Linked DNA regions of Gossypium hirsutum: regions 1, 2 and 3 are each linked to region 4. Evidence: chromatin contacts called from public Hi-C data. All regions are on one chromosome and are shown on one strand. Each heading gives the region's core, a stretch centred on a gene start, on an enhancer-like site or on the middle of the called end of the contact. The rest is flanking DNA. Distances are from core to core; before and after follow the strand shown. Region 1 holds the start of LOC107888701 (glyceraldehyde-3-phosphate dehydrogenase 2, cytosolic). Region 2 holds the start of LOC107888699 (glucose-6-phosphate 1-dehydrogenase, cytoplasmic isoform). Region 3 holds the start of LOC107888709 (serine/threonine protein phosphatase 2A 57 kDa regulatory subunit B' theta isoform). Region 4 holds the start of LOC107902149.

Region 1 (5,899 bases), core at 203-2,702, 470 kb after region 4:
TTTATTATTTTTTTACCTTTTTATTACTATTATTATTAACTTACTATTATTATTTTTATCAATATAATATTATTTTTTTTATATTATTATTGTTATTAGCACGTATATTATTATTATTAGTGTATCATTGTTATTTTCTATTTTATTATTACTTTTATACTATTGTTTCTATTTTTATTATTTTCATTTTTCTATTTTATTATTACTTTTATACTATTGTTTCTATTATTATTATTTTCATTACTTCCGTTATTATTATCATTATTTTCTATTATCATTAATATGTCGTTTGTTTATTATTATTTTATTATTATTATTATTAACACTATTATCATCATTATATTTATTTTTTTTAATATCATTTCCATTATTTTTTAAATTATTATTACTATTATTTTTATTATCCGTCCTATTTTTAAACTATTTCATTCAATATTTTGTTGTACGTGTGTTTATTTTCCCCCTCCCGAATTAAATTAAATTTTTATTCGAATTTTCTTTGTTATTCTATCTTTTATCTCTATATTATTTTATTTATTATTATTTTTGTCTAGATTTTTCAAGTAAAGGCAATATTCGATACTTGGAAATTCAAGAAATCGTGTCCTAACGTACTAGGTTTCAGTTTTTCGTTTGATCTAAGTAACCGATTATCCTTTTAAAATAAAATACATGAGTTTTAAATAACATAAAGGCAATATTCCGTATTTAAAAATTCGAGTAGTCGTGCCCTAACATACTGGGTTTCGATTTTCCGTTTGATCTAAATATCCAAATATCCTTTTTAAAATTTAAATACATGTGTTTTAAATGAAATAGAAGGCAAGCTCATAATCGAGGGTCGATGTGTTGTGTCCTAACGTACTGGATATAACATTTTATCTTAAGATGAAACGGTCATTGGCATACGTTTTAATTCATCCAAATACTTCAAAAAAACATTAACACTAAGAGGAATCATATTTTAAACTCTTGTCAAATTTTTAATTTTCAACATTAAGACACTGAATAATCAATTAGGTACTAAATTTGGGCGTGACAAGAGTGATAACCCTTCCTCGCACGTAATCGACTCCCAAACCTGTTTTTCCAATTTTCGCAGACCAAAATTGTTGTTTTGATAAATCAATCTGTTTATTGAAAAACGACCACGTTTTGAGGTGACCCGATCACACTCCATCAAAAAGGATCGGTGGCAACTTTAAAATTTCGTTTTAAACAGTCGATTCCCGTTTTTTAAAAAAATAATTTCGACAGCTTAGAAACTCTAAACTTTCATTTTAAAAAGTCGATTCCTATTTTTCAAAAACAGATTAGTCCTAGAAGATATAATCAGACGTGACGAACTTGACTGATAGACTTAAGAAGAAAAGAAGATCATTAATTCATTTATGGATTTATTCATTCTGCACTGTACTCTTTGATTTTACGTTTTTACCCTTGCTTCTTCTTCTTCTCATCATCATCCAAGTGACACGTGAGCTACGACCCCACTTTCCTCGTGAGAATCTCCGTCATTTGCCCTTTTCTATCATTCTGTCACCAACACTTCCTCTCGTATATAAACAACCCTCCTTTTTACTCATTTTTTCCTCTCAATTCTCACTTCCTTTACTTCCGTTCTTTTGCCGTCGTATTTTTTTTCAGAGATTTGTTTTTTTTCGCTTCTTTCGATATGGGGAAGATCAAGATCGGAATCAACGGTACTATTATTATTATTATTGATTTTGTTTTTAAATTATGGATCTGATTTTCTTTTTCTGTTTGGTGAAGGATTTGGAAGGATCGGGCGTTTGGTTGCCAGAGTTGCTCTCCAAAGTGAAGATGTTGAGCTCGTTGCTGTTAACGATCCTTTCATCACCACCGATTACATGGTTCGTACACTGTATTTTCCTTCCTATTTCTCACTTATTTACTAGGTTTTGGCATTAGTCTCCGTGCATGTTTGTATTATATTGGTTTTAGTTTTAAGAAAGCTGATCTGATCTTCTCTGCTCTGAGATGAGTGATGATTTGAATTTTTTTCTTTCTTTCTTTCTTGTGATATGATTCTTGAACTTTTAGTGTTACCTAACAGAGCATGATGAAATAGTTTAAATTTCAACTGGTAAACTGATGTATTTCTTGTTCGATCTTTAAGAGATTTATTATAAACTTACTGGTTCTGCTTAGGTTTTTTTTAGTGAGCGAATCTTGTGTCTAATTTGAAAAGAAAGGATGAAAAATGAAGAACCGTTTTAATCAGTTTTTTTAACGATTTAATTATTGATGTGATTTGATAATTGTATTTGTACAGACCTACATGTTTAAGTATGACAGTGTTCACGGTCAATGGAAGCACCATGAGCTTAAGGTGAAGGACTCAAAAACCCTTCTCTTTGGTGAAAAGCCTGTCACTGTTTTCGGCATCAGGTGATATCATGTGTTTCTTTTTCAAAATGGGTTGTTGTAATTGACTTGAGGAACATGGTGAGTTTTCCATTTAGGAGCTATTTTTTTTATTGGCTTTTGATTTATGCCAGAAACCCTGAAGAAATCCCTTGGGGTGAGACTGGAGCTGATTATGTCGTTGAGTCTACTGGTGTTTTCACTGACAAGGACAAAGCTGCTGCCCATTTGAAGGTTTGTGATAATAATTTGATCCTATGCTTTTTTGGAGTTAAGGCCCCCAAAAGTTGTGTTTGGAACTTGATTTTCTTCTTCTTATCTTCGTGTATGGTATTCTCATCTGATCTATGCTTTTTCACTTTTTAGGGTGGTGCAAAGAAGGTAATCATCTCTGCTCCCAGTAAGGATGCTCCCATGTTTGTTGTGGGTGTCAATGAGAAGGAATACAAGCCTGACCTTCACATTGTATCCAATGCTAGCTGCACTACCAACTGCCTTGCTCCATTGGCTAAGGTAATAGTGGTTTCCCTTTTATTTGTTTTGGAGCTTCTGACAAATAGTTTTATCTTCATGGTAATAATGGTCTTGTAAACATGGTGGCAGGTCATCCATGACAAATTTGGCATTGTTGAGGGTCTTATGACCACTGTCCATTCGATTACTGGTAAGTATATATGGTGTTTTATTGCTTTCTGTTGCTATCCGTATGTATTGTTTATTGATTAGTCTCTTCACTTCAGCTACTCAAAAGACCGTTGATGGTCCATCAATGAAGGACTGGAGAGGTGGTAGAGCTGCTTCGTTCAATATCATTCCTAGCAGCACTGGAGCTGCCAAGGTATATAATCATCTTTAGATTTTCAAATACTAATAACTGTATTCACCTTTGAATAAATGTATTATGATCAACAATGACTGTCTTTATTATTTTTAAATAGTCGTTGGATTCGAAGTTTGACAGTTTATATTGTAATTGTATAGGCTGTTGGCAAAGTGTTGCCATCATTGAATGGCAAGCTGACTGGAATGGCATTCCGTGTTCCCACAGTTGATGTCTCTGTAGTTGACCTCACGGTTAGGCTTGAGAAGAAGGCTTCTTATGAAGATATCAAGGCCACTATCAAGTAAGGATTAGAATATTTTTATATTGTAATGATATTTTTAATATTTCAGAATATAATATTATCTATATAATGTACCTAAATAATATATATTTTTATGTAGGGCGGAATCTGAAACTAATTTAAAAGGAATTCTTGGCTACGTAGATGAAGACTTGGTATCAACTGACTTTGTTGGGGACAGCAGGTGTGAAAGCTTCATTCTTAATGCCTGTCATAATGTTGATTTGCATGCTTGAGAGAGTTCTTTGTTGATCAGTCAATTCTGACCCAAGTCCGTAGAAGTCAACAATCAAACTCGATAATGATTTGAACAAGAAATTACCTGAATTTGAAATAACCTGAACAACTAACTTAAATTGATCAAAACTTGAGTTTCAAAAATATGAAATTTCTCCAACTTGGAATGACCTAACCTAAAAACCCTGATTGTCGAACCTGAATGAGTTGAACTCAAAACTGCCCAAACTTGAATAGACCTAAACCTGAAGCAGCTTGAACTCGAAATTGACTTGAATACAAAATGTCTTGAAAATTTTGACACTTAGATTGATCTTCTCTAGATTTACCTGATCTGAACCCAATCCATTCTGTCCTATTGTGATTAAGGTGATACAAATATATAAATGGAACTTACCTTCTGTTGTATTCTGACAGGTCAAGCATCTTTGATGCCAAGGCTGGCATTGCATTAAATGACAATTTTGTTAAGCTTGTCGCGTGGTACGATAACGAATGGGGTTACAGGTAAACTAACATTTCGTTATTAGCTTGAGATATATGTACATATATATATGCTTGTTCTCCGCTGCTTTTTTGACGGTGTCATGATTTTCTGTCACAGTTCTCGTGTGATCGACTTGATCCGGCACATGGCTTCTGCCTAAGTGAGTGATTTTGGTGAACCAAACTCATTTCATAATGGACTTTTTAATAATAGCCTCGTTCTTCAGCTTTAGCAAAATATGGAAGAGATGCTATGGGAATAATAATAGAAATTGCTCGGGATTCTGGGAGTTTCTAATTTTACACTGTAATTGTGTTCTGTCTGAAACACTTGTAATATATATAATTACAAGGAACCAAACAAACAAGGCAAGGCTAAGGTAAACTTGGGAACAAGAGCTAAACATTCTATTTAGCATCAAAACTTAAAGAATTTAATTTACTTGTTTAAATCTAAAACCGGCGTACTTAAAATGGTTAAACGGGAATGTTAGACCTGTTTTTTTATTATATACACATCATTACAGGCGTACTAATTCAAAGAAAAAGGTTGAAACGTTAAAAGGCATAAATGTCGATTTTAAAACTTAATTGAGTGATTAGGCCGATTTTTGTACGCGTTTTTCTCTCTCTTTGGTTGGATTTTGGTATTAGGGTTTTTTTGGTTTGGGTTAGGGTTTTGGTTAAGGTAGTAGTTGGATTAGAGTTTTTAAGGGTTTAGGGAGGTTGATTTATTCGTGTTTGTATTTTAGGTAGATATTGTGAAAATTCAAAGGTATATTTCAATTGTGGGTGATGTGATAGCGCTAGGAGATTTATATATTTTATCTGTCGTGTCGAGATGAAACTGTTGTCTTAGAAGTCGATATTGATATTGAAGCTTGAGATAATAATTGTAGGGAAAAGTCAAGGGCTTTCCTGTATAACCATATTATTATTTTTCTCCATCTCCAAAATGAGGATCGATAACCTACTTATTGTTCGACACAGTGAAAGTGACCTATTAGTTAGGTAGGAGAGGTCAAGAAGTAATATTGTTTAGTAAATAATTAATCATCATTAAAATCCGAATTTTCCTGTAACCATTAAAGCAATTTAATCTTCTGCTTGTTAATCGGATATAGGCTAAAACTCTCATTATTGACACTAGGAATAGAAAATTCTATTAGATTAATTTAGGGTAATTAATTTAATTAGTTTAATTAGTTTTTCAATTTGGATTCGCACTACTAACTTGTAAATTGATTAAATTAGTAATTATTCTTTGTAATTAATTTAATAATAAAAATTTTCAATCTACAATTTCTTAGGTACGATCTTCGGAATATTTATCGATGTTTCATTGTAACACTTCTATATTACAAATTGACCTGTTTGTTTGCAAATACAACACTTAATATATATATTATTTGCACGATTTTTACTCAAAACGGTCGCACGTTTAGAGGCGGTCAGTACACTAATCCAATCTTATGATATGTCAACTATACTTAACTTTGTTCGAGACAGTTAATAAGATAACTAATGAATCAATACATATATGTTTATTATCACATCTCATAGTTTCATGCCATGGTCATTTATACTATGCTTTTCTTAATTTAAATTATTGACATTCTATATCATCGTATACAAACTAAATCATGAGACAATAGAATGCTTAC
Region 2 (6,342 bases), core at 3,111-5,610, 450 kb after region 4:
CAAATTTAAACTAATTACAGAATTTTAACAATATAAAAAATAAGTTGATCTTTATCCAACCAATTTCAAATATTTAATCTTTATCCAGCCAACTTCAAATCTTCAATCTTTCAATCTACCCCTCCTCTTTACTTTTTGTTCCAATTTAGCCCCTTTTTAAATGATTTTGAATTTCAACACACCAACTTCATTTCTGATAATAAAAACCAAATTTAATAGCATCTTATTCGATAATTAGCCAAAAATAAATACATTAAAAATAAAAAAATTATCTTGTTATCAATGCTCAATGAGGAGATCGATTTACCAAATAACTTTCCAAGTTTATTGCTTCAGCCCAAAATTCTTTCCCTAAGCCTGCATTTGAAAGCATGCATCGAGCCTTTTTCCAATAATTTTCTGTTCATTCTTTCTGCAACTCCATTTTACTGTGAATTTCCAACAACGGTTCGATGTCTTTCGATTCCTTCCTATTTGCAAAAATCATTAAACTCTGAAGAACAAAACTCAAGACCATTATCCGTTCTCAATCGCTTCATGAATTTTTTGGTTTATTTTTCTAATAGTGCCTTCCACTGCTTGAAGATTCCTAAGACTTCGCTTTTTTTTTTAAGAAATAAACCCAAATTTTTCTAGAGTGATCACCAATAAAAGTTAGGAAATATTTATTACCTCTTTTTGAGATGTTAGAAGATGGACCCCATAAATTGGAATAAATGTAATCTAGAGTCCCTTTTATTTTGTGCGCTGCTAAATCGAAATGACTCCGGTTTGTTTCCCGAAAATGTAATGCTTGCAAAAACCTAACTTACCAAATCCAGCGTCTTTGAGAAGCCCTCTATTGCACAAGACTGTCATACTTTCTCACTCATATGACCCAGTTGCATGTGCCAAAGTTTGGTTGAATCAGAATCAATGGAGAAAGAGTCACGTTGTGTTGTCGCGGCATCGGGTTGATTCTTGTCATGACGTGATGGTAATTTTGGCTTTCTTCGATAATCGCAGCTGCTTCAGTAATCTTTGACTTTTGCAGAACGTATAGACTACCATTTTTCTATCCTCTCATCACAAGAAGAGCCCCACGAGAAACTTCTAAATCTTTTGATTCAATGACTATCCTGCAATTATTAAAATCCAAAATTCCTAATGAGATAAGATTTTTCTTTAAATTAGGAGCATACCTGACATCTTACAGTGTCAGAATAATTTCGTTGTACATTCTAATTTGTACTGTTCTAATTCTAGATATTTCACATGGAGAGTTATTCCCCGTCAGCACAACTCCACCTTCAGTTGAACTATATGTGGAGAACCAGTCCTTGTTTGGACACATGTGATAGGAGCACCCTAAATCTAAGATCCATTCGAAAGTAAGATGAGAGCATTTGCTTGTTGACAGCAACAAGAAACCATTACATCTTTCCTCGACTATACTAGCATTAACAACTTCGGCTTTCTGCTTATCTTTCTCGTTGTTTTCAGCATCTTTTTTTATTTTATTTTATTTTGAAGTTTCCAACATTCTTCCTTAACGTGACCCACCTTTTTATAATAGCCACAATATTTGTCACGATTTTTGGATTTGGATCTTGCTTTAAACTTGTTTCGATCTATCTTTCTGGTTTGTTGTCTGCCTCTTGCATCTAGAATTGAGGCTTACCTATCTGATTTTTTATTTGGGCCTAACTCATTGTAAATTTTATCCTTGCTCAAAAGATTCCCCTCCGCATCCTCAAACGAGAGATTATCTCTTCCATAAATCAGAGTTTTCCTGAAATTTTTATAAAAAGAGGACAAATAGTATAACAACAACATAGCTTGATCCTCGTCACTAATCTTTGCTTCAAGATTCTTTAAGTCATTAAGTAGTGTAATAAACTCACTATATGAGTTCTAATTGGCTCACATTCTGTCATTCTGAACGTGTAAAGGCGTTGTTTTAAAACTAACCTGTTGACCAAATATTTCGTCATATATAAGGCTTCTAGTTTTTTCCATAACACAAACAAAATTTTCTCCATCAGAACCTCCTGTAACACATTATTCGTGAGGCATAATTGAATAGCGGATAGAGCCTTCTCATCGAGCTCTTCCTATTCTGACTGATCCATATCTACGGGCTTCTTCCCTGTAACGACCTTTTTCAGACTGTTTTGAACTAGTATTGTCGTCATCCGAACTTGCCATAAACTGTAATTTGTAATTCTATCGAACTTCTCAATATTGAACCTTGACGTTGCCATATTTGAACGAGTTGGTTGCGAAAATTGAACTAGCTCTGATACTAGTCTATAAGGGATAAACCCGATTAAACAACGAATAAAGCAAAGAAAATAAGAATTGAAAAGATCGAACACACAAATTTTTCATGGAAAAAATCCTTAAAAAAGGATAAAATACCACGGGTAAAAGGAGAATTCACTACAATAAAGAAGAGTACAAAAAATGGAGAGAATTAAAAGAAAAATCTGAAACCCCACAAAAAAAAATCTTTTCAAAATAAAGAACAAAATTCTCTTAATCTAAATATTTTTTTGTGTAAAACCTAGAGTAAGTAAGGCCTATTTGTAGGCTGAAAATTCGTAGCATATATAACTACAATAACTCAAGGTTAATCAGAATTAAGTGGAAACCTGAAAACATAGTTTAACTGGGAGAAAAAAAAAGCCAAAATAAAAATTTGGTCAAAATTAGAGGCATTCTCCCTCAAAATATATAGCAAAAAATTAAAAAAATTAAAAAACTTTTTTAAATGTTTGTAATTGTAAAAACTTTTTACGTCAACTTTTACTTCAATTATAATTATTTTAACTAAACGTTTTTAAGTAATATTTTTAAATTAAAATATAATTATTTTTAAATGTCAATTTAATAATATATTAAAAAATAAAAGGTATTCTTGTTGGTTCAAAATTTTTTTTAAACTTATTTTTTTATATATTAAAACATTACTTTTGAATTTACTATTATTTTAATCATATTATTAATTTAACCAATAATTATCTAATATCTTCTTTTCATGTTCTAGATATTTCGAAGAAAATTACCAGCAACTCATGGCACGATAAATGTGATTTATATTTATGAAATAATTTTCGTTAAATTATTTGTTTTGTTGTAGAAACTTTATGTTAAATAAACATATATAATGTCAGTAATTAATAATAGTATTGACGAAATATTACTACAAATTTTGATACAAACAAACAATATTCTAAAAATTATTTTTTATGTATAGTAATTCATGTTAAAATTGATATTTTAGATATTAAATTCTTTTTATATTAATAAATAATTTTTTATTTAAATTTGATATTTTTTCTAATATGATACTTAAGTTTTTTTTATTATCTAATTTAATTCTTATATTTACAAAATTTATATATTTTGATATCCATTATCTAACTGACTATTATTTGCACTTTCTTTTGTCTATTATTAATTGACCCAATTTAGTCCTTATATTATTAAAAAAATTAAATAAGATTAATTTTCAACAAAATTAGTATTTATTGTTTAAATAAATGTTCATTTACTATTTAATATAATTAATATTTTGAAAATTTAATGATTTTGCAAATGAAGTATTTCGTTTAAAATTGAACCATGAAAATTTTTAATTAATAAATATTAACTCTACAATTTAATTTTATTTAAAAATTTTAATACATAAATTCCACGGACATACTTATATTGATGAGGTTATTTGTTGACGCATTTTGTTGAATTCTGACCAAGGAAGTGGAAGTCCATGATTTAGTCATTGGATTCCTATATGTACAGAATTCATTCAAAAAATAAGTTCATCCCAATAATAATGGTTACACAAAATGGACTCAACTACCACTTAGTGGTAGCTATTTTTTTCTTTAAAATTACAGGATGGATAATTTCGCATTATAAAGACATGAAGTAGGGTGATGCATTATTTTCTCCTTTAATGAAATTATTGAAATTGATACATTCAACCTCCTCTTAACACCCACGATCTTAACTGGATTCGTCAAATCAAGGCCGTTCATCACGTGGAAAAAAAATTCTGATCCGATCTTTATTTTATTGGACAGCGACGGTTAGAAAGGGGCGTCGCCTTTTTATTATTCTCAATTTTCTTTTCTTTTCTTTTTGGGGGTTCATTTGATTCGCAATTTTGTTAGCGCCAATAGTAAATTGGATTTCTTTATAACGTCGTCAGTCGTCACCGTATATTTTTCGTATTTACAATATACTCCTTTGGGATTTTTTTTGTTTCAGCCCAAAATGAAAAAGATATTACTAAAGTATGCAAAAACTATGAGCCCATTTTAGCTATATTTTAAATTAACGGTTATAAATATATTGAGAACAAAGTTGGAGGGGCATGGACATAAATACGGAGAATGAAGGTGGAAAATATGGAAAGGAAAAGACAAGTTGGTGTTTAACTACGGCGGCTGGTAAGAAAAAGATCCCACACATTGAGACAAGGGGAGTTGGTGACAGAACAACAAGAGCGATACAAAGACTGCAATATAACCTCAAGCTCTGACGCCCACTTTTCAAACCTTAACACCAAACTCATACCAACCACTCTCGCTCTATATATCTGCCTCTCTTTCTTTCTTTACAATTCTCAGGTTTCATTGTTCTTTGAATCCTGCTTTCAAGGTTTGTTTCACTTCTTTATCTCAGGTTCTTCATTCTTTCTTCCCAAACATGGTTTTATTGATATGATTGGTTTTCTCATTTGATCTGGGTTTTGAGTTTTTAATGTAAAGTCTGTTTCTTTATGGGATCCATGCAATGAAAAGTTTGCATATTTTTTTGTATGTTTCTTTTGCATGTTCTTCACAAACCTTTGATTTCATATCTTTATTAAGCCAATTGTCATTTAGTTGAGTGAAAGTGAACTCTTATGTCACGCTCTGTTTCAGTTTTGGCAGATTAATCAAATCATTTAATAGATATATGGGCAAAACGTGATTTTATTGAGCTTAATTTCATTGGTTTTCTCCTTTGATTTGGATTCTGAGTCGAGTTTTGAGTATTTCATTTAGAATTTGTTTCTTTTGAAAAGTTTGTAATTTTCTTTAACCTTTCTTTTGCATGTTGTTGATAAAAGTTGAGCAAAAATGAAGTCTTTTTGTTTTGCGTACAGCTTACATTTCTTTGAGTACAGGTCATAAAAGAAACAAAGAAAGGCAAAGCTTAGAAGATGGGATCAGGTGAATGGTGCCTTCAAAAACGAGATAGTTTCAAGAGTGAAACGCTTGTAGGCAATGAGACTGTGCCGGAAATTGGGTGCCTTTCAATTATTGTTCTTGGTGCCTCTGGTGATCTTGCCAAAAAGAAGACTTTCCCTGCTCTCTTTCATCTTTATTGCCAGGTTCAAGTGTTTTAGATTCATTGATCAACTTTGGCTTCCCTGATAAGGCTAACCTTAGATGGTAATTGTGTGTATGCAGGGATTTCTGCCACCAATTGAGGTGCACATTTTCGGCTATGCAAGGACTAAGATTTCAGATGACGAATTGAGAAATCGCATTCGTGGGTGAGACGTCTCCACCTATTACTAATCGGTTTTAGTCCAATGCTTAACATGGTATCAGATTCCAGAGTTTGTTATGTTATTCTTCCTACCTAACCCCATGTGTGGTTGACTGCCCCTACGTGAGGTTGAGTGTTAAGTAGTGGTATCCCACATCTGTTTAGTATTAAAGTCAACTCCTTCCATTATTATTGCTTGGTTTTAGGTCGGATGCTTAATGAATAGTTGCTCACACTTTAGCCAAATTGCGTTAATTTATGAATAATTGAAATGGCAGATATCTTGTGAGTGAAAGGAGTGCTTCACCATCAAAAGATGTATCAAAGTTCTTACAGCTGGTCAGTACAAGCCTAGTTATATGTTCAACATGCTTCACTCCTATTGTTTTTGCTTCTTAGCTTTTAACTAGCGATTGTTATGATTTGCAGATTAAATATGTAAGCGGATCATATGATGCCGCAGAGGGCTTTCAAATGTTAGACAAGGAGATTTCAAAGCATGAAACCTCGAAAAATAGCCTAGAAGGGTCATCTCGGAGGCTCTTTTATCTCGCTCTTCCACCATCAGTATATCCATCTGTTTGCAGGATGATCAGGAGATACTGCATGAAAAAATGTAGGTGCTTTTGTTCCTCAAAGTTCTCCTCCATGATTAGAAGACAATATCTTATGTATGTCTTGTTTTCCAGCTAATCTTGGCGGATGGACTCGGATTGTTGTTGAGAAACCATTTGGAAGAGATTTAGGCTCTGCAGAGGAACTAAGTTCCCAGATTGGCGAGTTGTTTGATGAACCACAAATTTACCGTATTGATCA
Region 3 (6,182 bases), core at 1,827-4,326, 380 kb after region 4:
TAGATTACCCCCACATAGCATCAAATCTTTGATGAATCCCTGAGAAATCAAAATCCTGTTTGGTACAACGAAAAACTCGGCTTCATCATATATGTCCACCTACCGATGGCTTGCAATACCAATCTTGACATCGAACATCTGCAACTAAAATGGCAATAACTTGTTCCTAACCAGATGGCTTGCGGGTAGTTGCTTTTGGGGAGATAAGCACCGGTTCATTACTTGCAGCTTTCATTGCAGCAATCTCTTCTAACCGTTTCCATGTTGCTTCACGTTTTGATTTAACCTCGTTCTCTTGTGCTTCGTCTTCCTTAAACTTGCGCAAGCACTCCTCAAAGAGCTCAGGGTCAGTGGCGGAGAAAATCTTTCGGACGTTTAAAGTCAAACTCTCCACTGCCTGGTTCCAGTGGTTTCTTGCGTTCTTCTCCAAGGATGGGAAAATAATTGGAAGTATAACTTTCCGGTTCTGTCTTATTAGACTCTCGATATGATCATTGTTCCATAAGAATAAAGCCCTCTCTGCCACCTACAAACAAATTATAAACACAAGGACATATTTCATGCTAGCATAGCCGACTCGATACAGTTTCACATAGCAACAATGTCCAGATATCGCCAGACAATAAAGCCTTTAACTCATATTGATGAGTTCCCCTTGTTTCAAAATTCAATTCACTTATCTAGGCATATTCTGTTAAGGGACATTCATACGGAAAAGAAGCTAAAGTTGCAAGTAGAGAAACGAGGAAATCCCTACCTGAAAATGGGAACTACTCAAGCAACGGCCTATCTGACGGAACAAGGGTACCATGCAGCGTTGAAACTCGGCAGGTTGTGTGGCTTCTAAAACTTCCTCCAGTTCACCTAAGAACATGACTTCTTTCGAGCTATTTGTGATTGGCCAATACTTTAGCAACCCCCGTATAACGGTTTCGGCAAGCTTGCAGTCCTTCTCCACGAATTGAGTAATGCAGTAAGATAACTGCTGGTGGTACATGGGTATACACTTTGGTTTATGAAGCGGTATCAGTGCACGGACAAGAAAGAGCTTATGTTCTTCCTTCAATGGCAAAGCAAACCCATTGATTATACTTCCCAGTATTTCTAGAAGCTCTGCGATTCCGTTATGTTTTTCAGTTTCGAAAATAAAGCGGTAAAAGATGTTATTGATTGCCTTCCTGATGAATGGACGATGGACCATAAATTTTCCGTAGATACGATGCAGAACGGTTTTAAGATACTCCCTTTCTCTGGGGTCCTCTGAATCGAAAAGATCTAACAGCCTTAGAACAAAAGAATGATCAATATACCGCTTGGCCAATTTTGCATCTGTCTCGGGTGATGCCACAAATCTCAATAGAAATTCATAAACAACTTGCAAATGAGGCCACGCAGGGTCCATCGAGGGTTCTTCTTCTTCCAAATCAAATGCTTCTAAAACCTTGTTCTCACGGGGCTGAGATGTTAGCGCTCTAAACAAATTTACAGATACCATCTTCACGATTTCTTGCATAACAATCTCCGAGAATTTTCCATTAGCAGATGAAACATAATCCACAAGCTCATGTAAGGTTTGCCGCTTGAGATCCTTCTCTTTGAGGTTTTTTGTCGGGTCAGTGAAGTCAAACACGATGCAACACAAGTTCAGTTTTCGGATAAGCAAGTTCTGCTTCTCAGAATTCGGTACATCTCTAAAACTAGGTAAAGCCTCAAAAGAAGTGGTAACCATATTCCCATTCAGTTTCGTATTCACCACTTGAGAAAACTTGTTACCTTGATTCAACCCAGAATTTGGAGAACTAGAGCTGGAAAAGGACGAACTGCTAGAGTTTGCATAGCGGTTACTAACTTGATCACTGCTTCTTGAACTGGTAGAAGCATTTGATGATGAAGTAGAGGTTCCTCCTCCCTCACGATTGTCACTCGACTTAGATGGTTTCCGTGGGAGCCTATTAAGTATTTGTTTGATCATCGTAACTTAAAACCTCGATATGAAAAAGAAAACCCCTCAAAGAAAATGCAGTATCATCATACTCGAAGTGGACAATGAGTCAACCCAGCCATAAATATGGGACTCCATCCTCAATAAAATGAGTTATTACTCAAATTCCTCAACAGAGAAGCTTCATTGTTTGCCTTAACAACATCAACCAAACTTCATATGTTGAAAAAAATCTAAAACACATAAAACAAGTCCAAGATAGAGAACATCAATCAACTAAAACAAAAGCCCCAATTAGCAAATAGATGGCAAAGCATGCATCACTTTGAGATATAGATAGATAGATAGATAGATAGATAGATAGATAGATAGATAAAGAAACCGTATGCCTAAAACAATAAACAAAAGTACCCAATTTGATCACCCATTAAAGCCATGAAATTCAGCTAAAAGCTTTAATTTTCAGGCTACATAACTTTAAAGAATGAAAAGGGGCAAAGAATTTCCACCTGTGTTCCCCTTGGCTCTATTTTTCCGTAGCTTCCAAAGATTAACAAAAGCATTAAGGTTGACCGAAAGGTAACAAGATCTGGGTTTGATCTTAAAATCCCAAACAGCATTTTCCAACAAAAGCAACCTACAAAATTATCCAAAAGAACATAACCCAAAATAAAACTCTAACTAATATGAAGAAAGAAAAAGAGCTTTGGTGCAAAACCAAGAAAAGGTGAGGAAACAAAAATATGAACAAAAAAAAAAGAGGGTAAAATCTGTCTACTTACAAAAGAGATAGTTGAGCTACTCCTTTCTTTCTCACACAGAGAGATAGAGATTTTAGAATTTAAAGAAAAAAAAATGAGGGATTTAGGAAAAAGAAGAAAAACATCATCCATGAAACAACCTTTGGCTGTTGTTGGTGGTGTTTTAGTTTTCCTTTTTTTCTTTTCTTTCTTTTGTGGAAAATAATTGTTTAACTTAAACCCATATCTCTATTTTTTTTTATTTTAGTAAAGATTTAATCTTTTTCTAAATCTTCTCAGCAAAATTTCATTTTCAATCTCAAAGCTCACACTTTTTTTTCACTTTTGATTTTCTCCCGGATGAAGATGGAGAATATTAAAAATGAGAAATACAACAAAAATGATAGTTTAATATTCCCACGCGCTACTCAACTCGAGTGGTAATTTTTAAAGACTTGACAGATCCATTGTTGTCCACGGTTATCATCTAAAGGCCAAAGCTTCCATCTTTTCTTCCGGCTTTAGCACAGTTTTCCATTCTGGTCGGGCAAAGGACCTCACGTGCACTTTGGCGCGTGCCGTAGAAACTATAATGTATCTTTTCTTTTTGTATTTATCTTTTGTGAGCTGTTTAAAATCATTACAAACTTGAATTATAATCTTAGATAGCTTACAACATTATTACCATTAAAATTTTCTTCAAACCTTTCATTTCCCTTTAATATGTAAAAACCCCAAACTGTTCATCTCACATAGATGAAGGTTTATAAAGATATAATTTATTTAAATTAAGGTATAATAACAAATGCAGCTCCTAAAATTTATATTTTTTGTCATTTTGATTCTTTTCTTTTTTGAATCACTTTGGCTTTCAACTTTTAAATTTTAGTTAAATTGTTAAACTTTTAATGATATTAATGTAGCAACACATGTGACAATCTACATGTTATATTTTTTGAATTTTTATGAAGTATACATAGACTATTACAAGGGTTACCACATCAATATCATTAAACTTCTAAGTGTTCCATCAATTTTTCCCTCCAAAAAATAAATTGATTAAATTTTAAAGGTTAAGGGATTAAAATAATAAAAGAATTAAGATCAAAACAACAAAAGAAAATGTTAAATTTATCATTATAACTTAATTAGTCTTAAATATCAAATAATTTCATTTTTTTCCTGTACTATAGTTGCAATGAAACCCTTCAATAGTATAATTATTAGTTTAGTTATCAATTGAGATTTTTCTCATTTGATAACTATTGTGATCATAATTATGAAAACATAAATTTAAATACCTTTAAGCATGTTTTTCGAAAATCATAAGTGGAACTAAATATTATATAAAAGGAAAATAAATCCTGGCTTTGACTTGATTTTTTTGAACATGTATGAAAAGATAATTTTTTTTAAATGTTACGATTAAGTTATCTAAAAGACTTTGTTGAAATACTATTTTAATTCAAAATTTTAATTGAAACAAGTTTTAAATTTTAAAAACCAAACTAAAACTTGATTATAATTTAAGAAAATCTAATATACTTAACCCTTGGAAAGGTATGTATCGCAGGTACTCTTTGTTTTCTTTTTTTTAAATTAAGGTGTTTACCGCCAATAACAGTGATTAATTCCTTCGCTACAGGTACATTGAAAAGAAGTAATTGCAGGCCCTGAAATGGACAACAACACATTAATCTAAAACTTACAAAGTCAACAAAACTCCTTTGCAAGCAAAGCAATGAACGTCATCTATAACTTTCTGCATACAAAAATTGACAACAACATCTAATGAATTTCGCTTTTAAAACATATCATGATGTTAAAGGATAAGCTAAATAATCTCGATTTACCTTTCATAAATCGAGAAACTTCAACGAGCCATCTTGCCAAAGTACCTGTCAGTACCAAAAGGCTTGCATTGTGGGCAAAAATTATATAAATTTTCTTTAAACTTCAGTTGGTTACAAAATAATCGCAATAATCAAGGCTTCATCGTGGATCTGTCTCTCAAAAGTACATACAAGCATCGTGTTGAACAACAAAGCAATGGGTGAGTGCTGGACATCCAAACCAAGGACCCAAAACCAAAACCATATCCGAATGGAATTGTCCAATCCCTGGTTTCAATGCTCCATCAAAGCAGCTTCTGTTTCTGAAAGTGGAGCTGCACAAAACAAACCTCCAAATCAAATACGACCTCATGAGGAGGTAGAAAACGAACAAAACTCCGCTAAAAAAGTGGAACCATGGTGGCATTAGATTATTACACACTTATAGTACAGCGCCTACATCGAGGCTATATAATAGTATTAGTTTTCAATAAAAACAACATACCGAGCAAATCCTCATAAGTATCGGCTAACAAGGACATGTCCATCAGCAAAGGAGGAGAGAAGACCTGATCTTGAGCATCATCCATGTCAAAAAATGATTGTCCATCAGAAGTTGCAGAACTTGAAGCAGCGGCAGAGAGAAATCCATTTACTTGATCGTAATCATTAAGAGAATCTAGATTGTTCAACGTTTGCGGTAAGTCATCATAGTTATGACTCCCAATTCGACCATTACTGGCATGGCTATCGAGCAAGGAGTTGTCAGTTTGAGTTGAAAATAATCTCTTAGTCTTTATTAAGCTCACTTTATTTTCCGGTCCCCCACAAGAAAAATTAGTTGACGAAACAGGTACGAAGAATTGTTCAGAACTTTCATTAGATTGATTGTCCCGTGATGACTCTAAATTGCAGGATGGCGTTGACAATGCAGCTTGCCTAACAGATCTTTTTAAATTCTGAATATAAGAATTGTCACTATCTGCAACATTAAAGGAGTTAAATTACCAATTCTCTTTCAACTAATAAAAGAAGATGCATTAAATCAATAACATGAAGGGAGACAAGTGGAGCATAAAAGAAGCAAACCTTGGGGTGGGTAATCTACATGATTGTTTACAGATGGCTGTTCCACTGAGTTCCTTTCAGAAAAAGTATCAATTTGATTGGTCTGAGGAGCAAATGTATGTTGCTTCTGCCTGTTTCCACCTTTTCCAGCTGAATTTGGGGTTAGGGGAGCTCGCTTTTGCATGGCTCCACCTTTTCCAGATGAATTCGGGGTTAAACTAAACAATTGTGGAAGCTTTAAAGCAGGAGGACTAGCTGAAATCTTCTCAAGCTGAACAGTAGACATTTTTGAAGTAATGTCACCAACATCATCGGAGCTACTCTCCTGCATGATCAATAAAAATATCGTAAAAATGAAGCACAAGCTCTAGAAGCACAAGTATCCAAAATTTCAAATAATTTCAAATGCTTGCATAACATGAAAAATTGATGGAACATTATTTACCAAGGTCCTTCCACTGCTCTGAGCTTGAATAGGTGAAGAGGCTTGACCACGATGTTTGGCCATTGTAGGTAAGTTGGAGGAAATGCTATTTACTTTCTCTGTACAGTCTGATATTGACTTCTGGATTGCTGGAGCAACTTCCTTTAGTTGGTTAA
Region 4 (5,792 bases), core at 2,643-5,142:
AAAGATAAAGGGAGAAAGGAACCCAAAAAAAATGCAACTTACTTCCTGTTGAATTACATCATCACACAAGTGAAGTAAAGTACCCCTTCCACTATCGAGTTGTTTGTCATACATGGACTGTGTTATTAAATTCTGATATGTAGCCATGTTTGCTTGAAACCTAAATGGCAATATGAAAATAATATCATCATTAATTGGTCAAACAATTGAAACACATAAAGCAAACGAGACACTGAGTAATTAAATATATCAGCCTAGAAAACCAACCAGAGGCATGTGGAACAACACATAATTAAGAAGACATCCCTTTACCGACTTATATTTCTGAATGGATCCATCAAGATCGAGTCCCACAATAATGGGGCTTCCACATGCATTAATATGGAGGAAAACATACGAGAAATAGTGCATTCAATCAATATGAATAAAGACACAGTAACCAATTACATGTATTAACGAAAGATGGAGGAAAACATACGAGAAATATATCTTGGCACAGTAACCAATCACAGCTGACAAAATGGCAAAAATGACCCAGAGATCAGCTTCAGGCATTTGAAGAGAACTAAACAAAGTAACCTGTGCATAAAGACACAGTAATAATGCATTCAATCAATATGAATACCAGGCGGAGAAGAAACAATGGTGGAAAGACAAGAACAGGTGACAGAGAAACATCATTGCTTAACTGACCAGCCCCACAACAGCAGAGGCAAGGAACGTGACCCAGTCCATAGGAGTTAATCCAGGACTTTTCTTTTCAGGCTGGTAAAAGGAAACAAAAAGAATATCATACGCATGATCACATGCTGTATAAAAGCTTTAAGCAAAGAGCTAAGAGAGACTTACAAGGACTATTTCCAGATCCGCCATTGGAATATTTTTGAAATGTTTTACATATATCCCTCGATCCATATTTGGTTTGGCACTTGCTTTCCTGGAAGTTCACCTCACTTCTTAGATTTCTATGAATTGCTCTTCACGATATTTATTAAACTAATTTAGAAAGACACTAGATCAAAGGGTAGTTTAGCCTTTTTTCCTAAAGAAAATAAAATTTCTGTCATGGTGCCCTTTTCCTTTCTTTTTTCTTTCTAAACAAAGATCATTCTCTCAAGACCAAGAGATTAAGAACCTAAGGTACTTTCAGAATACTCTTCCAGCAATCAATATGTTCAACCTCGAAATAAAATAGACCAACAATCTGGCTGTCTAATATATCCACATCAATTAAGTAAGAAAGACACCATTGACAATTTCTAATTAATCTCAGCTGGAAACTTGCATGCTAAGATGCAACATGCAGTACCTGTAAACAACAATTATCCTATCAAAAGTAGGCTCTTGGATCGTAGTCTTGCCCACCAAGTTATTGATGCTGCTTAATACAGAATAAGCAAGTTATTGAGCAACGACATCACCAGAAATTCAAGAGGAAAGAAATACACAAATATTAGTGCTAAAACTTAAACATAAAGATCAAGAAGTAGTTGCATGAAATTTGAAAATTTTCTGGACTAATTCGAAATATAATGATGATGGCAAGGAAAGCATATTTCAAGTTGCTTAGAAAGCTACCATACAATATATGGTATATATGTTCATGAATAAATACTGTCCTCCAAAATAAACTTCACAACCTTAGGTCCATATTTTCAAGACGGATCCGTTCAACATACAAATCTTCACTGTCCGTTTCAGGGTTAATTTCATCATCCTTCGCTGGCTCTTTCTTATTTCGTCCTCTTGATCTTCTGTTCAAAAGCTTTTCCAACCTGCAAGGATCATATATCTGGAACGCATTAAAAGGAAGAGAAAGAAAATTTACAAAAAGTCAAGTTTATAAGGAAGAGAAGATAGAATACTAAAAGCATCTCATGTTCAACTCTGTATTTTGCGCAGTAAATTAACTATTTAAGACTCTTAATAAGTGAAGACCGCAGATTGGCCAAACGTTAGCTCAACCCGCCAATCATAATAATTCCAAGATATTTCGAGTTGGCAAAAAGTTTGTTAAATTACATTCCGTAGGTTTAATTTCAAATTACCTCTAAGCAGCTGCATCTAAAAGTGCTTTAACCAATAATATACCATAACAACTCATAAAAGGTAATGATTTCCCTAAACATACTCACCGGGTTAGTCTTAAGAGAAAGGCCCAAAGACGTGCAATAATCATGTCTACCTTCTCCATGAAAAAGTAATCAGTTGTACGATCAATTCCTATCCCACGTCTGAAGATGATGTACTAAAGACAAAAAGAATTATGCTTTGCTTCAGAGAGAGATCAACTAATACATCTGAATCAAATATGTACAAACAAACATCTGCTAAGTTTCTTCGATGGTATGGTATTGAAATGGCTCTGAATTTGTAATAAATTTTATGAATATATTATATCTTTATAGTAATTGGATAGCATGTACAAAATAATTGTGAAAATCATCTTACACGGGTCTCAAGCATAATATTGTGCCATTAACCAAAGCAAGTCTCTGGACTCTGGTCCATCTAATCATACAAATACATAGCAAACACCACATGAAAAATACTAAGAGAAAAAACAAACTAGTGCAAACTAAAGGCACAATAAAGGAAATAAGTTCAAAATCAAAATCCTTTCAGTTTCATCATTATTGATTTTGTTGCATGTTGAACTCAAGAAAAGAGAACCTTCTACCTACTAGTGGCTATCTGAAACAAAATAAACAATGATGCACCTTCCATTCTAAATTGTAACCACAACCTTATCAGCAAAATCTGGGAGGTTTGGTTGGGGGTGCTCTGAAAAATATCTCTTCAAAAGTGTCTTGTCAATCTGCATTCAGTGAAAACAAAAGGTCAAGATAAATATAAAAAAAAAAATGAAACTTAATAGCACAGAACAAAACACACACTATATATTCAAATAAAGACTTAACAAACGGCCATGATAATATACAAAACACACTAAGTTGCAGATGACCTTAGATTCATCAACTGTTATGGGAAGATTAAGAAGATATTGCCCTGCATGTGCAACATCAATCTCCTCATCAGTAGCTATCTTAAAATTACTCTTCTCCATCACCTGTGACACCAAAGGGAATTTCAAATTGCAATGTAATGCGAAATTTGTAATAAAAAAGAGTAGCAGTTGTCGTATTCAAGTTTAGTCATGTTAGGGAAAACATCAGAGACACACTAAACATAAACGAAATTCAAGTCATCAGCTTGTTATTATACAGACTTAATATATATTTCAGTGACAGCATTGTGAATTCCTGTTCCAATTTGGGGTTTTGGAAGAAACAACAACAAGAAGAAGAAGGAGAAGAAGAACACCTGAAATAAATATGTCAAGAAATTCTGTTCAAGTACATCTACTTCTTCAGAAGATAAATTTTGCTGCTGCAATTTCCGAGCCCCATTTACAGGGTCAAAGAGGGAGTATAATTGCTGTGAACATGAATTGAAACTAAAATTAGAACAAAAGGAAAGAAACACGAACAAAAATGGTTGAAGGAATATGTTAGCAATACCATTAAATCTTCAAACTGGAGAAGATACCAAGATCGTATTGTGTACTCCACTCTCTTGCAGAACTTCAGAAACTCAGCCCGATCAGAACTATGTTCTGCAACACATGAAAACAGTAAAGACTCAAGTAAAGAGAGGAAGTGGAGAAATGGGAAGCATACCAATAAGGTTGGCCAAAGTCATGATGAGCTTGGGCTTGAGAATGGGAATGACGGCTTCACGCTCTAGTCGAATTACATCCTTGTTTTTGCTGCCCATTGCAGAGAAGTGTGAGTTTGGGATTCAAAGGCCAAACCGAAAGAAAGGATGAAGAAAATAGAAAGAAGTATATGACTTTCTGAGATTGAGATGAAGAAGGTTAAAGTATGCCGGAAGTCCCTCTGTTATATCGAAAAATGCAATTTAATCCCTATAGATTAAATTAGGCGGAGGGAAATATCCCCTCTTTAACCTTTGTTGGCTTTCGCTCTTGTTAATAGTTAATATCGCGAAAAAAGTTGAATCATTATTTAGAGATATATGACAAGCTTGATTTTTCGAGCGTACAATCCAGCTGAATTTTTATTGACAAAAAAAAAAAAAATCAGCTGAAATTTAGTTGAAATTTCTTTGACAAGAGGGAATTTACTTTTTAGGATAAAAGAGGGTCAGTGTAAAATATATTTATTATTTAGGTCAATTATATCATTAATGGTAAATTTTTATTATGATCACTTAAATTAAAACGTTTTAATTTAATTACAAAATTATTTAAAAGTTTTCAATTAAGTCTTGGGACTCTTAAAATCGTTGCATTTCTCTATTCACAACTAACCAATCAATCATTTTTAATATATTCTTCTAAGGTATATTTTTATACTTATTGATGAGTACTAATTCACCATCTCGTTTATCGAATCGTTGTTTAGAGTTCATTAGCGTAATTAAAAAATAAAAACTTAATTACCTAATGACTTACATAAAAACTTTTGAATAGTTTAATGACTTAAATGAAAACTTTCAAATATTTAAGTGATCAAATTGTAAATTTTTTAGTTAAATGATCAAACCGATAACTTATCCATATTTTAGTGATTAATGGTGTAATTTGCCTATTATTTATTTATGTATTATTTTATTTTATTTATTTTTTACATTTTTAAATATAAAGTAATGAAAATGTTAAGTATTAAAGTATTATAAAATTAAATATATTTTATTTCTTTTTTAAAAAAATATTTAATTTAAATTAAAATTAAGTATTTTAAATTTATATTTGATTCAATTATATATTACTCTTGAGATAAGTTTATTAAATTATATTTATGTAAAATTAATTAGTTATTGTTATTTAAAAGGTTTTAGTGGATTTTTTTATTAAAATATAAAAGTAAAAAATAAAGTAAGAAAGAAAAAAAAACGAATTTATCCCAAAATTATTAATATTAGATTAATAGACCTTGAGAATTTTAAGATTTCATATTTCAATCTCACTTTATATAAATCTTATATGAATTCTCAGTACATATTTATTCTGGTTTATGTGCTAACATATAAGTAATTATAATTTAATATAAACTTACATATATTATTTAAAAAATATTATTATTCAGATGCAGTTTTTGTAATTGCATTTATGACTGTTATAAACCTTAAAATTATATTGTATTAAACATATGATTATATAAATATCAAAGACTCCTACTATACGTGGGCCGATAACTGGCAAGGCCAAGACGCTGTATTGGAAAGGCTTAATAGAGCCTTCACTAATTCGTTATGCTTTACCTTTAACCTCTTAACGAATGGTCTTTTCAACGAAGGCCTTACTGTTTCGAAGCAATGTGGATTACCCACCTCTAGTGCCATGACATTGTTAGTAATGCTTGGAGCAATTGCATCAGGCCCAATCGTGAGTTGTTTAAGAGTACAATCGCTTAGGGTACAAAATTAAAAAAAGTCTAAAAAAATATTTTTAATTTTTAATGTGAGAAAAAATATTTTAAATTAAAATAAATTAATTAAATACTTACTGCTTTCAATTTTTTATTATAAATGCTTTATTTCTTAAGGTCCCAAAAAATTTTCAGTTTTTATTGTATTACATTTTATAATTTTTTTTAAATGGAGTTTAATTTATTGTTTCATCTAGAACCTCAAAAGTATCAAGAACGGGCTTACCTAGCATTGCAGGATCATCTTTCTCTTGATTTGTAAATTTAAAATCAATAGTTCATCTTTGCAAAGATAGAATAAAAAGATATTTGGTGATCCTAAAAAGTGTAAATTAGATA

Evidence for each region. Hi-C and Micro-C count contacts between places; a contact is called where the count stands out from the background.
Region 1: a Hi-C map of leaf shows a contact between it and region 4, with 5 times the contacts expected there. The contact joins the promoter of LOC107888701 here to the promoter of LOC107902149 in region 4. A contact is called at or near these places in 4 of 34 Hi-C or Micro-C datasets (all in leaf).
Region 2: a Hi-C map of leaf shows a contact between it and region 4, with 3 times the contacts expected there. The contact joins the promoter of LOC107888699 here to the promoter of LOC107902149 in region 4. A contact is called at or near these places in 5 of 34 Hi-C or Micro-C datasets (all in leaf).
Region 3: a Hi-C map of leaf shows a contact between it and region 4, with 3 times the contacts expected there. The contact joins the promoter of LOC107888709 here to the promoter of LOC107902149 in region 4. A contact is called at or near these places in 15 of 34 Hi-C or Micro-C datasets (callus, hypocotyl, leaf and 2 more).

What each region holds. Positions count from the first base shown.
Region 1 is chrA09:15,053,001-15,058,899 of Gossypium_hirsutum_v2.1, forward strand. It overlaps LOC107888701 (glyceraldehyde-3-phosphate dehydrogenase 2, cytosolic), which reads left to right and starts at 1,453. Exons shown (of 11, transcript XM_016812878.2): 1 at 1,453-1,703; 2 at 1,774-1,874; 3 at 2,297-2,412; 4 at 2,523-2,622; 5 at 2,755-2,901; 6 at 2,992-3,052; 7 at 3,129-3,226; 8 at 3,370-3,512; 9 at 3,613-3,696; 10 at 4,167-4,256; 11 at 4,354-4,650. The coding sequence starts at 1,676. The coding sequence ends at 4,396.
Region 2 is chrA09:15,029,527-15,035,868 of Gossypium_hirsutum_v2.1, forward strand. LOC107888699 (glucose-6-phosphate 1-dehydrogenase, cytoplasmic isoform) reads left to right here and starts at 4,361. Exons shown (of 16, transcript XM_016812871.2): 1 at 4,361-4,647; 2 at 5,159-5,365; 3 at 5,445-5,530; 4 at 5,805-5,865; 5 at 5,956-6,142; 6 at 6,216-6,342. The coding sequence starts at 5,195.
Region 3 is chrA09:14,961,806-14,967,987 of Gossypium_hirsutum_v2.1, forward strand. LOC107888709 (serine/threonine protein phosphatase 2A 57 kDa regulatory subunit B' theta isoform) reads right to left here and starts at 3,077. Exons shown (of 4, transcript XM_016812886.2): 1 at 2,725-3,077; 2 at 2,452-2,579; 3 at 758-2,175; 4 at 1-526. The coding sequence starts at 1,972. The coding sequence ends at 167. LOC107888708 (AUGMIN subunit 6) reads right to left here. Exons shown (of 13, transcript XM_016812885.2): 10 at 6,028-6,182; 11 at 5,604-5,907; 12 at 5,020-5,496; 13 at 4,604-4,849. The coding sequence ends at 4,809.
Region 4 is chrA09:14,580,920-14,586,711 of Gossypium_hirsutum_v2.1, forward strand. It overlaps LOC107902149, which reads right to left and starts at 3,893. Exons shown (of 16, transcript XM_016828372.2): 1 at 3,681-3,893; 2 at 3,522-3,616; 3 at 3,325-3,438; 4 at 2,966-3,070; 5 at 2,747-2,818; 6 at 2,136-2,248; 7 at 1,641-1,775; 8 at 1,310-1,378; 9 at 850-937; 10 at 694-765; 11 at 479-579; 12 at 43-160. The coding sequence starts at 3,777.